2 separate regions of the Gossypium hirsutum genome follow, and region 1 is linked to region 2. The links are chromatin contacts, called in public Hi-C maps. All regions are on one chromosome and are shown on one strand. The core of a region is the stretch at or near the end of the contact, and the rest is flanking DNA. Distances in the headings are between cores, read along the strand shown. Region 1 holds the start of LOC107963595 (dirigent protein 22). Region 2 holds the start of LOC107898581 (annexin D2).

Region 1 (6,783 bases), core at 3,444-5,943, 150 kb after region 2:
GGATGCTCATAAGAGCTAAGGTGTGTCCACAACAAATGTAGGATCACAACCTATCGAGATGCTCTGAAGAGCTATAACGGAAAGCTCGTAGGAACCTTATACAGGAAATTTGAGAGGGCTAATACGGGATGCTCTTTCGAGCTATGGCATGTCTGCAACATATGCCAGACCACAACCATTATGAGAAACTTGTATCCATCAATTTTCATTTGTTCAAACGGGGACTTAACATTTATCGTGCGTTATCAAATATTCAATCAATTTCATATACATGTCAATTATAAAATTCACATATACAACATTTAATTCAAAAATATAAATGTACACAATTTAGTTACACGAACTTACCTCAACACTTATTCGTATACAGAAATCTACTAATCCGACACTTTTTCTTTTCCTCGATCTAGCTTCGTATTTGAGTTTTCTGGATCCATATAAATGAATTTAACATCAATTTAATCCATTTCATACTCAATTTAATTCAATTCACATTCTAGACAAAATTACCATTTTGGCCCTATACTTTTCATAAATGACAATTTCATCCCTAGGCTCGGAAAATGAAATTCATGAAATTTAATCCTTATTCGAAGCCTAAATGATTGTTAAAATAATATTTACAACACATATATTTCATAAAAATAAAAAATTTTCTATGAATTTTACATTTTTTATAATTTAGTCCCTAAATCACAATTTCATGAAAATTCACTTTACAAAAGTTATTTATCTATCAACAACCTTTCATTTTCTAACATAAATTTCAAAATTTCAGCATTTACATCCATGGAAAAATTTCTATACTTTGATATCTTTACAAATTAATCCCCAAAATAGATAGATTAAGCTATTCCGATCTCGAAAATATAAAAATTACTAAAAAATGGACAAGATTACTTACCCAATTATGCCAACAGAGCTTGTTTTATCTTTCCTAAGGTTTCCATGTATTTTTAGGGAAGAAAATGATAATAACAATATGATATTTCTAGTTAATTATTTATCATCCATTAATTTTTCCACTTTCCAATTTAGTCCTTTTCTTTTTCTAATTTTCCACAGATGATTCATCATAAATATCTACTAACTTTTTCTTAATGGTCTAATTACCATATAAGGACCTCAAGTTTTGAATTCCATAGTTATTTAATCCTTCTAGCTACTAGAATTCAACTTTTGCATTTTTATGCAATTTGGTCCTTTCTATAATTAATCATGAAATCGGTGAAATTTTATTAACAAAAATTTCATATAATATTCCTATCATAATCCAGACCATGCAATAATTTTAAAATAAATTTTCTTTATGACTCAGATTTGTGGTCTCGAAACCACTGTTTCGATTTCATTGAAATTGGGTTGTTACAGTACATCTCAATCCAGGTTATTAATCTTGAATTTTTGTGAATTTATATCTGGTACTAATCTTATGTTTGATTAAACGACCTTTCACGGATTTTGCCAAAATCTTTCGATAATCTTGTTGAATCTTGATACCCAATGTTAAATCATGTATATTTGTTGTTGAAAGACTTGATTTAAGTGAATAGAATCAGAATTGATCATGATGAATGTCGATCGCACTCCCAAAGAAAGGTGTGTGTTCTTTACCAAGTGAATCGGGGCAAACCGTGCCTAGGATTAGGATCACACGATTTACTATACGAGCGTATGGACCACACAGCCCCTCACACGACTTGGACACACGACCATATGACCCTATTTTGCAAATTTTACAATTTTATCTAAAAATTTGTGATATGTTTTTGTTTCGTCCTTGTATATGCCTTAAATTGTTTTTAGAGTTTTTATTTGCTCAATTAAGTCTTTAATATTGTGTTAATTTTGAAACTTGTGATTTAATGCCTAAAAGTGTTATTATTACATTGCATGACATGTGAATATTATATGCTTTCTATTAAAGTGAAACTGATAATCTGTTAGTGATAATATTGTTACCACCTTACTAAGAACATGAATACATGTTAAACATGTTTACCATTAGTGATGAATTGAGTACATATTGTACATGTCTACTGCTAGTGTTGAATTGTTCTACTACAAAGCATGACATATTGCATTGTATGGGGTGGGACGATATGTATGGAGGAAGATTGATGATTTATTTGTAAAATTGCTATGCACTCACAATCCAGTGGTAGTAGTTTTCCTTTAACTGCTAATATGTTGTGCATCCACAACCTAGTGGTAGCTTTTACAGACAATTATGTTGTGCATCCACAGTCCAGTGGCAAATTTTATCTGCGAATTTTGTTGTGTACCACAACCTAGTGGAAAATTTTATTTGCGATTTTTCTGTGTATTCATAGCTCATTGGTTGATTTTATCTACGAATTTTGCTATGTATCCACAGCCCAGTGGTGAATTTTTTTACAAACCAGTGGTGGTTAAACCACAACCCAGAGTATAAGAATGTTTGAGTTTAGGGGAACTCTGAATGAGGTGTATAGCGGATTTGGGTATGACCTATTTTTTGATAAATTGAAATTGCATTGCATTCATAAGCATTTACATTTCTGCGAATATTGTGATGTCATATTGATGAGTTGATTTGAAATACCAATATTCTAAATTGCTATACAATTGTGTTTTATTCTATGAGTTGTTATTTTGTATGATTTGTCTATCATTTGCATCGATTTTCTTGTGATTAGACTCATACTGAGCTTCATAAGCTAACTCCCCCTTTTTATTTTTATCTTTACAAATAACTCACCAGGTTAGGATACAAACTCGGCATATGGAGGACTCGGCCCATATTTTTTGAAAGAAATATTTTAGATTTATTATTTGAAATTTCTGTTATCTTAGGAAATGTATCCCTTAATCTAAAATGTGGCAGGAGTTTTGATTTTATATAACATGCATGACATTTAATTGTTTTTTTAAATGTTAAAATATAGATTTTAATTAATTATGTGTTAAATAGAGATTTTATTAAAATTATGAAAATATCACTTTTCTGCTGCTAGATTATAAATAAATTTTGAAATATTGATTGAATTAGAAATTAATTAAAATTTTCTTCTAGAGATAACGAAAGTTTAAATATGATTGTTTTGTAAAATTGCGATTTTTCTAGGCTATTTCGGTGGCCGATGTAATCTCATGAATTCGAGTCTAACGTCTAGGCCAGGTTGGAGAGGTTGCAAATATTAAGCCTGCCATAAAGAAATTGTGTCAGCATTACTGTTTCTTTATTCCTCCAAATATTTTTTTTCTTCAACTTAAGGGTGCAAATAATGAGAATATGAACTTTAAAAATCCTCTAAATATATTGAAAATGTTTAAAAATTTAACCATACCACTATCGAATGCATACCCACATTACACTTGCACTCGAGTTTAACTAACATAGATTTCTTTCCCTTCTAATCAAGACAAGATTCTTTTTCATGCTTAAATCTTCAATGGTACCAATTAAAAAAAAACTTCTAGTCACTCTCAATTTTGAAATTGAGCAAATTAGTCCCTCTCAAAAAAATTGAAGTAATTTAATCCTTGTCAATTCCGAAATTGAGTAACAAAAGATAATTAATCACGGTGTTAATGTCTTGCATCAATTGTATATAATTTGGATTGGTATAGTAACAAATTTAGCTTTCAATATTTATATATTTTGTCATTTTAACATTAATTCTAAAAAAATAAACAAATTCAGCCTGAATATTTATATGTTTACACAATTGTTGCAAGATAAATTTGTTAAATTAAGACCAAATTGACATAATGTGTAAACTTTAATAGCTAAATTTATTATTATACCAATTAAAATCATGTACAATTGATAGAGATTAAATTACTTTAATTTTTTTTAAATAGACCAATTTGCTTAATTCTAAAATTGAGAGGGACTGAAGTTTTTTTACCAGAAAAAAATGTAAATTTTCGGAAACTGGAAGCATTAAGATGGCAGGCAACAGTTTGCAGAAAACAACAATGAATATATTATGTAACAACCTTTTCTGATTTTATAAATAATCAATAAAAGATTGGAGAAGCAACAAATAAACATAACCTATGAGAGATGAGTGCTCACGTCACATGGTCAATTCAACTTAATAATGTGCTACATAGACATTGTACTCCACAGTAGCATCTCCAGTATTATAATCAAACCAAATTGTATGTGCCAATGCATAGCCCCTACCAAACCTAAACACCCCGCTACCTCCAACAATTGGCATTTCCCTCACATCATCAAAAACCGGATTCCTCCCAACAACACTGATACTGCTACCATTGTAAGTTCCTTCAATGAAGGCTAAATTCATAACCATTAGCAATGAAGCATCTTCTTGTGCAGCAAGGGCATACATCCCTTGAGCTCTTCCAACCAGCTTTGAGCTGATTTCAGGCCCTTCTGTCAATGCATCATCCATCATCATGGTGGCTCCAAATCCATAGGCGCTGCTGTTTGGTGGCCCTGCAATTTTCACAGCACTGGGTTTTTTCCCACTAATGACAACATGGAAGTAAAAGTGGAGGTGGGATCTCTTTTCTACACGCTTTATCGCTATACCTTCACTGATTTCCTCACAAAAGATGCCACTAACAGTGCTGTAGAAGGTTGAGAAGGTAATGTAATAGAGGGTGAAGAGAAGGTAAATCGAAAAGATAGTGGCCATTTTGGATTGCTCTTGAATGAGGAGGTTGTTTTAAGGATTGCACAATGGGAAAGTGTCATGTTCTTTCTTCAATCAAAAGGAGATTTCGCCTTTTTATAGGAGGTAGCAGCATGGTTGCAGCAAAAGCATCACAAAACCTCATCTACTATACCATGAATTACATTTTAGCCTCTCTACTGAAAAAATGGACAAATTAATCCTTGTACATAAGGTAAGTGAGCAGAACAGACCATCCGTTAAAATTTTGTGTTTATATATAAGGTATAATAACAAATTTATCCCTCAATCTTTACACATTTATTCAATTTGACCCAACTCTTTTATTGGAAATAAATTAGAAAATTTTAAAATTAATAAGACTAAAGGGTCAAAAAGGCCTTAGTAATAGCTAATTATATGTTATACATAAACACCAAAATTTAACGATGTAACATGCATGGACTAATTTGTACATATTTTCAGTAGAAGAGTTAAAAATGCAATTCTAGTATAGTATAGTATAGAAGAATTTACCCATGATTGCTGTGTTTTGAAGAATGTTTATGCTTTTACGATAACATATCCCGGAGGAAAAGCAACGATACTCCTTTTACTAATAGCTAATTATGGTCTTTGTTGTTTTCAAATAGCTAATTATGCACTATGTTGTTTCAAACATCAATCTCAAGTTTGCAGGTGATGCTTGGAGACAATGTCTTGCCATATTATTCATTAGGAATTTTAGAAGGAATTGCATCAAAATAAATAATTTAAGGAGACAACATCTATGTTGGTTGGTTAGTGCCTGAACCAAATTTCTTGGTTATTCTGATCAGAGCTGCATGCATTATGATTATTAGTCTCAAAGAAAGCAGCAACATCAACTCTAAACTTAGAAAAATAATCTTTTACGACGCTCACAAATTTCGGGTTCGCGCAACCTTGACAGTTCCAAACAAATAAATTCGGCATCATAATATATAAAAATAAAAGAAGAACCCATCCCTTTTCAAACATCCAAATTGGACACATTTTTAACTGTAAAATTATCCTCATTCTTGCTGCCTAACTCCTCTTTCGAAACTCCATCATCAAGTCTGTTAACCACCAAATTCACTGCTTTAGCTATAGGAATTCGATTCTGTGCCCGAGACTTAAATTTACTCCCTTCTCCTTTCGTCAGGTTTGTCGAAATTTTAAGACTTTTCTTCTTACCCATTTTCGAAGAGTGTCGCCCAGAAGGGTGATTTTCCAACTTCCTCAAAATGTTACCCACTTCATCTGAAACTGTAGTAGAATTGGGATTTTATTCTCAATAAACTTAACCACTGTGTGGTCATTTGGGTTTAGGGTAGTAACACCTACTTTTTCTACCAAAACGGGACGTCCACAATGCTTTAAAGAAACAGAAGAGACACCAGAATTTCCTTCCACCACCGCTTGCGACAGAATATCACTCGAGTGCCCCCGCATCTTTGCTTGAGGAGACCATCAAAAGGGCTGACTTCATTCAAGGACCCAGCAAAAGAACCTGTCTCCATCAAGACAGGACTAGAAAAACTCGGGCCTATTGTCTTGGATTGCTTCTCGGCTTGGACACCAACTTCACCATTTTTGACGCTCAGTCCAGACCCATTAATCAAAACAGGCCCCAAGCCCGAACTGGAGAAATTCACTCCCAAATTCAAAACAGCTTTGTGCATGGGAGATCCTCTCCCAAAGGATTATTATACATGGAAATTTATTTTCCTTGTAAGCTAGCAAAATTAATGGGATTAGATTCCCTATTTCTCTCATTATTTTTCCTTAAAATTTGTAATAGATTGAATTTAGATCCCGAAGAATCCGCCCGCTTCCCGATCAACATTCTACTTCTGGTCAGTCCTCTTACTCCGGCGATCAACTAACATCCAAGGTGCAAAATTTCCACTTTCAACATCCCTATTTGTTGAAGATGATTCTCCAATAACCACAGAAGATTGTATTCCTTCACCATTCTGTTCTTCCTGTCCCAATCCAGCATTACACATATCTTTCAAATGCCCGTAGCATCCACATGAAAAACAAACATTTGGAAGTGATTCATACTCAACCCGTTGAATACGTCCACATCCACTTTTATTTTAGAGATCATAGGTTTATTAATGTCCAG
Region 2 (6,328 bases), core at 1,137-3,636:
CATTGCAATATATGTAAAAATAATTTAAAATATAAATTTATTAATTAATAATGTAAAAATAGCTTTTCCAGAAAATATTTTTAGGAAATTTACCAAACAACAGAAAATATTTTACACAGATTCATCCAAACACCAGAAAAATAAATCATTTTCAGAAAAGTAAATCATTTTCCAGAAATCATTTTTCGAAAAATATTTTACTAGCAAACAAACGGAGCCTAAGTTATAAATAATTTTCTATTTAAATTCTTTATACTTTATATATGCTTAGAGTATAAGATTACTAATATTACAAGATACTATCATCAACTTGGTTAACAATTTCAAGTTGATTTAAGTAAAGGAAATTGAATATTTTTACTTAAAATATAAAAAAAATAACATTTTCCAGAAGAAAATGAAAAAAAAGTGGGTAAGTTGAAGGATTAAAATATAATTAATCCATTTAATTAATAACTAAAAAGAAAAAGGGTTTCAGCTACCAGAACCAGTTGTCCTGTTTGTAGATGATGTAGCACATGGGCCACGCTGCTAACCATTTCACAAATGACTAATGGAGGGGAGTAAGTATAGGAAGATGAAGTAGCAAAGGAATAATAATATTTAAAATACATGAGCTGATCCCCATCTTCGATTTTTAGTATTGTATAAAAAAAATAATATGTTAATAAAATGTTTATTATTACACCAAACATTCGATTGACGAATAAGTGTACTGTATCTAGCATCTAAATTAGGATTTCATTCAAATCATTCAATTAAAATTCTAATATTTATGTGATTTAAACATCAAAGTTTTATTTTACTAAAAATAATAATATATTGATATATTATTTTATAAATTTTAATCATTATACAATTCACGAAATTAAAATTTTCCCATTTTCATTTAATATAAAAGATTTATATTATATTTTTTAAATTTTATTTGTAGAATTAAAAAAATAATGATATTTTTAAAGGTTAAAATATGTCATAAGTTCTTGTGTTTTTTATAAGTTTAGAATTTAATCATTATACTTTTATTTCTAAGAATTTAGTCTTTTTACTTTTTAGATTTCAAAATTTAAGATAATTGTTAAAATTATTTAAATTCATTACAACGTCATTCTTTTAATTATATTGCTACAAAGTGATTTTTTTTAATTTTAAAATGTCATCAACAAATTTAACCAAAATAATTTAACAATGTTAATATTAGACCTTAATTTTGAAAATTGAAAAATAAAAAGACTAATTTTTAAATTGATTCTTAAACACAAATCCGGATGTTGACTAACATTTTTCTTTTATTTTTATTAAAGACAATAAATGCGTTGGGTAAATTATTAAAATAATCATTTTTATTTCTCTCATGTTATATTTTAGTTATTTATATTTGAAATATTATATTTTAGTCATTTACGTTATTGTGTTGTAACATTTTAGTCATCGAGCATTAATTTCCGTTAACAGTGTAACAATAAGCTGAGGTGGCACATTAAATTATCATTTGAAACGAAAATTTTAGGTTAAATTATACAATTGGTCTTTATATTTTTTCCGTTTTGAGCAATTTAATTTTTTTCCTTTTATGTTAAAGGAGATGAAGAATGGAGGAAAATAGAAGGAGAAGCAGAAGAGAATGAAAAATAAAAAACATAAAATAATTTTTTGTGCTCAAAAACAAAAAAAATATATGGGAATCAATTGTTTAATTTAACTTAAAATTTTTGTTTGAAATGATGATTTAAAGTGCCACATCAGCTTACCGTTACACCGTTAATGATAATTAACGGTTTAGTGTCTAAAATGTTACAACACGTTAATGTAAATGACTAAAACGTAACATTTTAAATATAAATAATAAAAATATAATTTAAAGAAACAAAAATAACTGTTTTAATAGTTTACTTAATAAGTTAATTATTCTTATATAGTGAGTTGTATAGAAATGTTTAGAATTTTAAAGAGTTTAATCTATGATCTAGTTTTTAAAATATTTTAATTAAATTTTAAAAATATTAATATTACAAAAATTCCCTTTCATTAAGTTTGTCATTTAATATCATCTTAAACTCAACATGGAGCATACATATGATAAAATTGTTAGCAAGTATATACCTATTAGATGAATAATTTAGAATTTACATGTTAAAGAAAAAATAGCTCTCTTAAATTTTGTTGATGTTGTCTACTTTAATATATTAGATTCATGCTATTCATGTGATGGGTACATATACTTTACAATTTAACTCAAACGTATTTTAAGTATGTTTGACATTATATTCGAATTGCTATTAAACACCTAAATTGAGGATTAGATTGAAATATTTTAAAATTTAGAATTTAAATGAAGTTTGGTGACGATTACATTATCAGATGTGAACGTTTGAAAACGTGAGCAGTTTGGCTTTAACACCCAACAATCCTCCAACACGTCTACTGTTTTATGATCACAGGTAAGAACCATCGCTCTATTACAATAATATCTTGTTCTGTCGTTACGTATTATTGCCTCAAAAGTGATGAAAGTTGAAAAGAATGGCGGAAATTTCCATGTGATTAGTACTTTATTTTTTGCCAATAAAATTATTTTCTATGCACTATATAAAGTACCTTAGCCAATTTTCCTCATCACCATCGTCTGCTATTCTTCACAAAAAAGAAAAGAAAAAATACAGTGAAAATGGCAACCCTTAAGGTTCCAGCTCATGTACCTGCCCCTTCTGAGGATGCTGAGCAACTTCGTAAAGCTTTTGAAGGTCTTTCTTTATCTTTTCTAAAATGGATATTTGATCCGTCTCTCTTTTTTTTTCTTTTAAAAAGTGAAGATGCTCCCTTTTACTTGATTTGTTGTTGTTGACCTGATACATTGTTTTGGATCATGGGTTTTATTTACTTTGACTGATCGGCTCTCTTCTTTCCTGGTTTCATCTTTCATGTTTTGTTATCTGTCTTTTGTGTTATGATTTCTGGAAGTAGGTGATGTGATTTGATGAGACTAAAGGGTTTTTTTTTTCTTCTTATTCAAAGGGATCTTTTTTTTTTTAAAAAAATTCTAAGAATGAAATTTGACTGAACTCTGATAATGTATTTTCTGATCTGATCTGATAACTGTTGTTTTCTTAAACTGACTGTATTTTATCACCATCTCTGCACTTTGAATGACCATTGTAATTTTGGGATTACATGGGAAGGGGATTGTTGAACCAAACATTTCTGAATGAATTTTGGCTTGATTTGAAGTAAGGTTAGAAGGGTACTTGGGACTTGGATTATATTCCTAGTTTCATCAGATTCACCTTTGCGAAACAAATCATTGGGATCTTGTATAGTAATCTAGCTTTTGTTTGCTGCAAGACCATCATTTATGGGTATGAAATAATGTTTAGATTTGTGCTATTTTGGGTGTAAAAATTGATTACTCACATTAATTTTTGCTGGTGTTTTGCAGGATGGGGTACAAATGAGCAATTGATTATCGACATATTGGCTCACAGGAATGCAGCTCAGCGCAATTTGATTCGTAAAACTTATCGTGAAGCTTATGGGGAAGATCTCCTTAAGTCTTTGGATGAGGAACTTTCAAGTGACTTTGAGGTGAGGTTTTGACTTTCATTTTTCTTAATCTGGTTGATGATATCACAACATTTTACATGGCCGAGTTATCTAATATGGAATAAGTATGATGATGTTTGGCTTTGGCGTGCAGTCTTTGTAGTTCACTAGAAAGTGAGATGAGTATGATTATTTTGACTTGGGTACTTTTGTTCCCCTTTTGAAACTCGACAGCGAGCTGTGGTGCTGTTTACTTTGGACCCTGCAGAGCGTGATGCATTTCTGGCTCATGAAGCTACAAAGAGGTTCACATCAAGCCATTGGGTTCTCATGGAAATTGCTTGCACTAGGTCTTCACATGAACTGTTCAATGTGAGGAAGGCGTATCACGATCTTTACAAGAAATCCCTTGAAGAAGATGTTGCACACCATACCAAGGGAGGCTACCGCAAGGTTCGGTCTTAAGTTTCTTTGCCATGTGCAATTCGGGTTTTTCCCCCCTTTTATTTTTTTCTTTGACATGTTAACTGATTAAATGCTGGTGCAGCTTTTGGATCCACTTGTTAGTGCATTCCGATACCAGGGAGAGGAGGTGAACATGACACTGGCAAGGTCGGAGGCAAAGATACTTCGAGAGAAGATCTCAGACAAGCAGTACAGTGATGAGGAGGTCATCAGGATTGTAACAACACGGAGTAAGGCACAGTTAAATGCTACTCTGAATCATTACAATACTGCATTTGGGAATGCTATCAACAAGGTATATATTTTGGTTTTCTTCTGAAATTGCATTAAAGTTTAAATTTGTATCATTTATCAGCCTCCTTGCAATAATGTGAAGACAGGGTTGTTCATCATATCCTTTTAACCCCATAACAGTGGCAGTAAAGGAAACTCCGAAGGAAGACTCTTTTTAACAAGTAGCTGAGCATAAGCAGATGCCATGGTCTAATTCAATGTCACTATGTATTGGCAGAATAGAGTTGCAAGTTGCAGAGTACAATTATATGGCATATATTAATTCAAACCGATAATGAATTACTGGTTTGCAGGATTTGAAGGCCGACCCCGAAGACGAATTCCTGAAATTGCTGAGAGCTGCAATCAAGTGCCTGACTGTGCCTGAGAAATATTTTGAGAAGGTGCTACGTCAAGCAATCAATAAGCTGGGAACAGATGAATGGGCTCTTACTAGAGTGGTCGCCACTCGGGCGGAGGTAGACATGGTACGTATTAAGGAGGAATATCAGCGAAGAAACAGTGTGACCCTGGAAAAAGCGATTGCTGGAGATACCTCTGGAGACTATGAGAAAATGCTGCTTGCGTTGATTGGAGCTGGAGACGTCTGAGCTGCTTTCCTATGTTGAGTTGTTGGTATGAAAATTTAATTTGCAATTTGAGGTGTGAGTTATGTTTGTTTGGTTGTGGGTTGTGTGAACATGGCTTTTGTATGCCGCTGCTTCCGTGTTAGAACGTTCAAGATGATGTGTTTGTAGATATATTTCCCAATAATACGAGAGTTAGGTATTGCTGCGGTACTTGATTAGTATCAGATATGTTAATGTCGAGTTAGTCGAACTAATTTTTAAAAAAAAGAAAAAGAAAAAGAAAAAGGGATAAAGTGAGCACTTCAAGGAAAAAGAAAAAGATGTGTTATGGTAATAATTTAGGATGGTTGTCAAACGTTACATGATGCGATTTTTGAAGCATGAACACGGATACGGACAATTGAAAATTTTTTTATGTATAAATATATAATAATTTTTATTATAAATAAATGGGTGTTTAAAAATAATAATAAATAATAAAATACTAAGTAATTATAATAATATATTATTTTATTATTCTATTTTAAGGTAAATTAAATTTTATTCTAAGATTTACCTTATTTAAATAAAATAACTTTAATAAATAAAATAGTATGGTCTATCAATTAATGCTCTGGGTTGAGTTGATTATTTGTTTATATCAAATTATAGAATAAAATTTTAAAAATTAAAATATATTCTAAGTAAGATTCTCAGAACTGGACCGGTAGTCGAATTGGTAAGGCTACTTATTCATATGGTTCAATTGAATAAATCATTAAAAAATATTTTAAAAACAAAAAGGTAGTTCAATAAGCTTTTAAGCTTGGTTCAATTGGCCCATACTAGTTTGCGGGTCAATTGGTTTAATGCCACTCTTTAGATTGATACTCAATCGGTTCAAACAACCATGACTTTAAGTATTCATACTTCGTACAATTGTAATTTAGGCATCCTATTTTTATTTTTAAAAATTTAGTTCCTCTAATTTTTAAAATTTTAAATTTACTTTCAAATTATATATAATCACATAACATTTTATTGAAAAGTTAATGGTATTAATTATTTGAAATAATTAATTATATTATAAAAATATTAAATTAATTAATAACAATATGAGAATATAAATACAAAATTATGTTAGAAATTAAAGTACAATGATAACTGAAAAATTAACAATTTTTGTAAAATGTAACGAAAAAGGTAGCATGGTGAATGTGTACCATGTGTCAGCATGAGGAAGATTTTTGGATCTTATAGGTATAGATTATAGGCCCATAAATCACACCATATTTATGATTTTTTCCTACCCTATATTCTATTTCCCCTTGGCTCTTTGGTCTGTCTTTCTCTTTTTTAATTTTTGCTCTTCTTCCTACAACCTTAACCGTTGATTTTAGAGTTAATCTTGGATGGATGCCATTAACTTTAAAAGTCATTGAGATTTGATTTAAAAAAAAATGAATTTAAAGATGTATTTA

What was found. A called contact is a pair of places that touch in the nucleus more often than the background predicts.
Region 1: a Hi-C map of leaf shows a contact between it and region 2, with 1.9 times the contacts expected there. The contact joins the promoter of LOC107963595 here to the promoter of LOC107898581 in region 2. A contact is called at or near these places in 5 of 34 Hi-C or Micro-C datasets (callus, fibers and leaf).

Annotation. Positions count from the first base shown.
Region 1 is chrA11:47,257,067-47,263,849 of Gossypium_hirsutum_v2.1, forward strand. It overlaps LOC107963595 (dirigent protein 22), which reads right to left and starts at 4,694. Exons shown (of 1, transcript XM_016900045.2): 1 at 4,024-4,694. The coding sequence starts at 4,652. The coding sequence ends at 4,083. It overlaps LOC121209875, which reads right to left and starts at 6,240. Exons shown (of 2, transcript XM_041081732.1): 1 at 6,050-6,240; 2 at 5,500-5,918. The coding sequence starts at 6,104. The coding sequence ends at 5,641.
Region 2 is chrA11:47,111,923-47,118,250 of Gossypium_hirsutum_v2.1, forward strand. It overlaps LOC107898581 (annexin D2), which reads left to right and starts at 2,387. Exons shown (of 5, transcript XM_016824087.2): 1 at 2,387-2,744; 2 at 3,437-3,582; 3 at 3,775-3,993; 4 at 4,088-4,300; 5 at 4,593-5,078. The coding sequence starts at 2,669. The coding sequence ends at 4,889.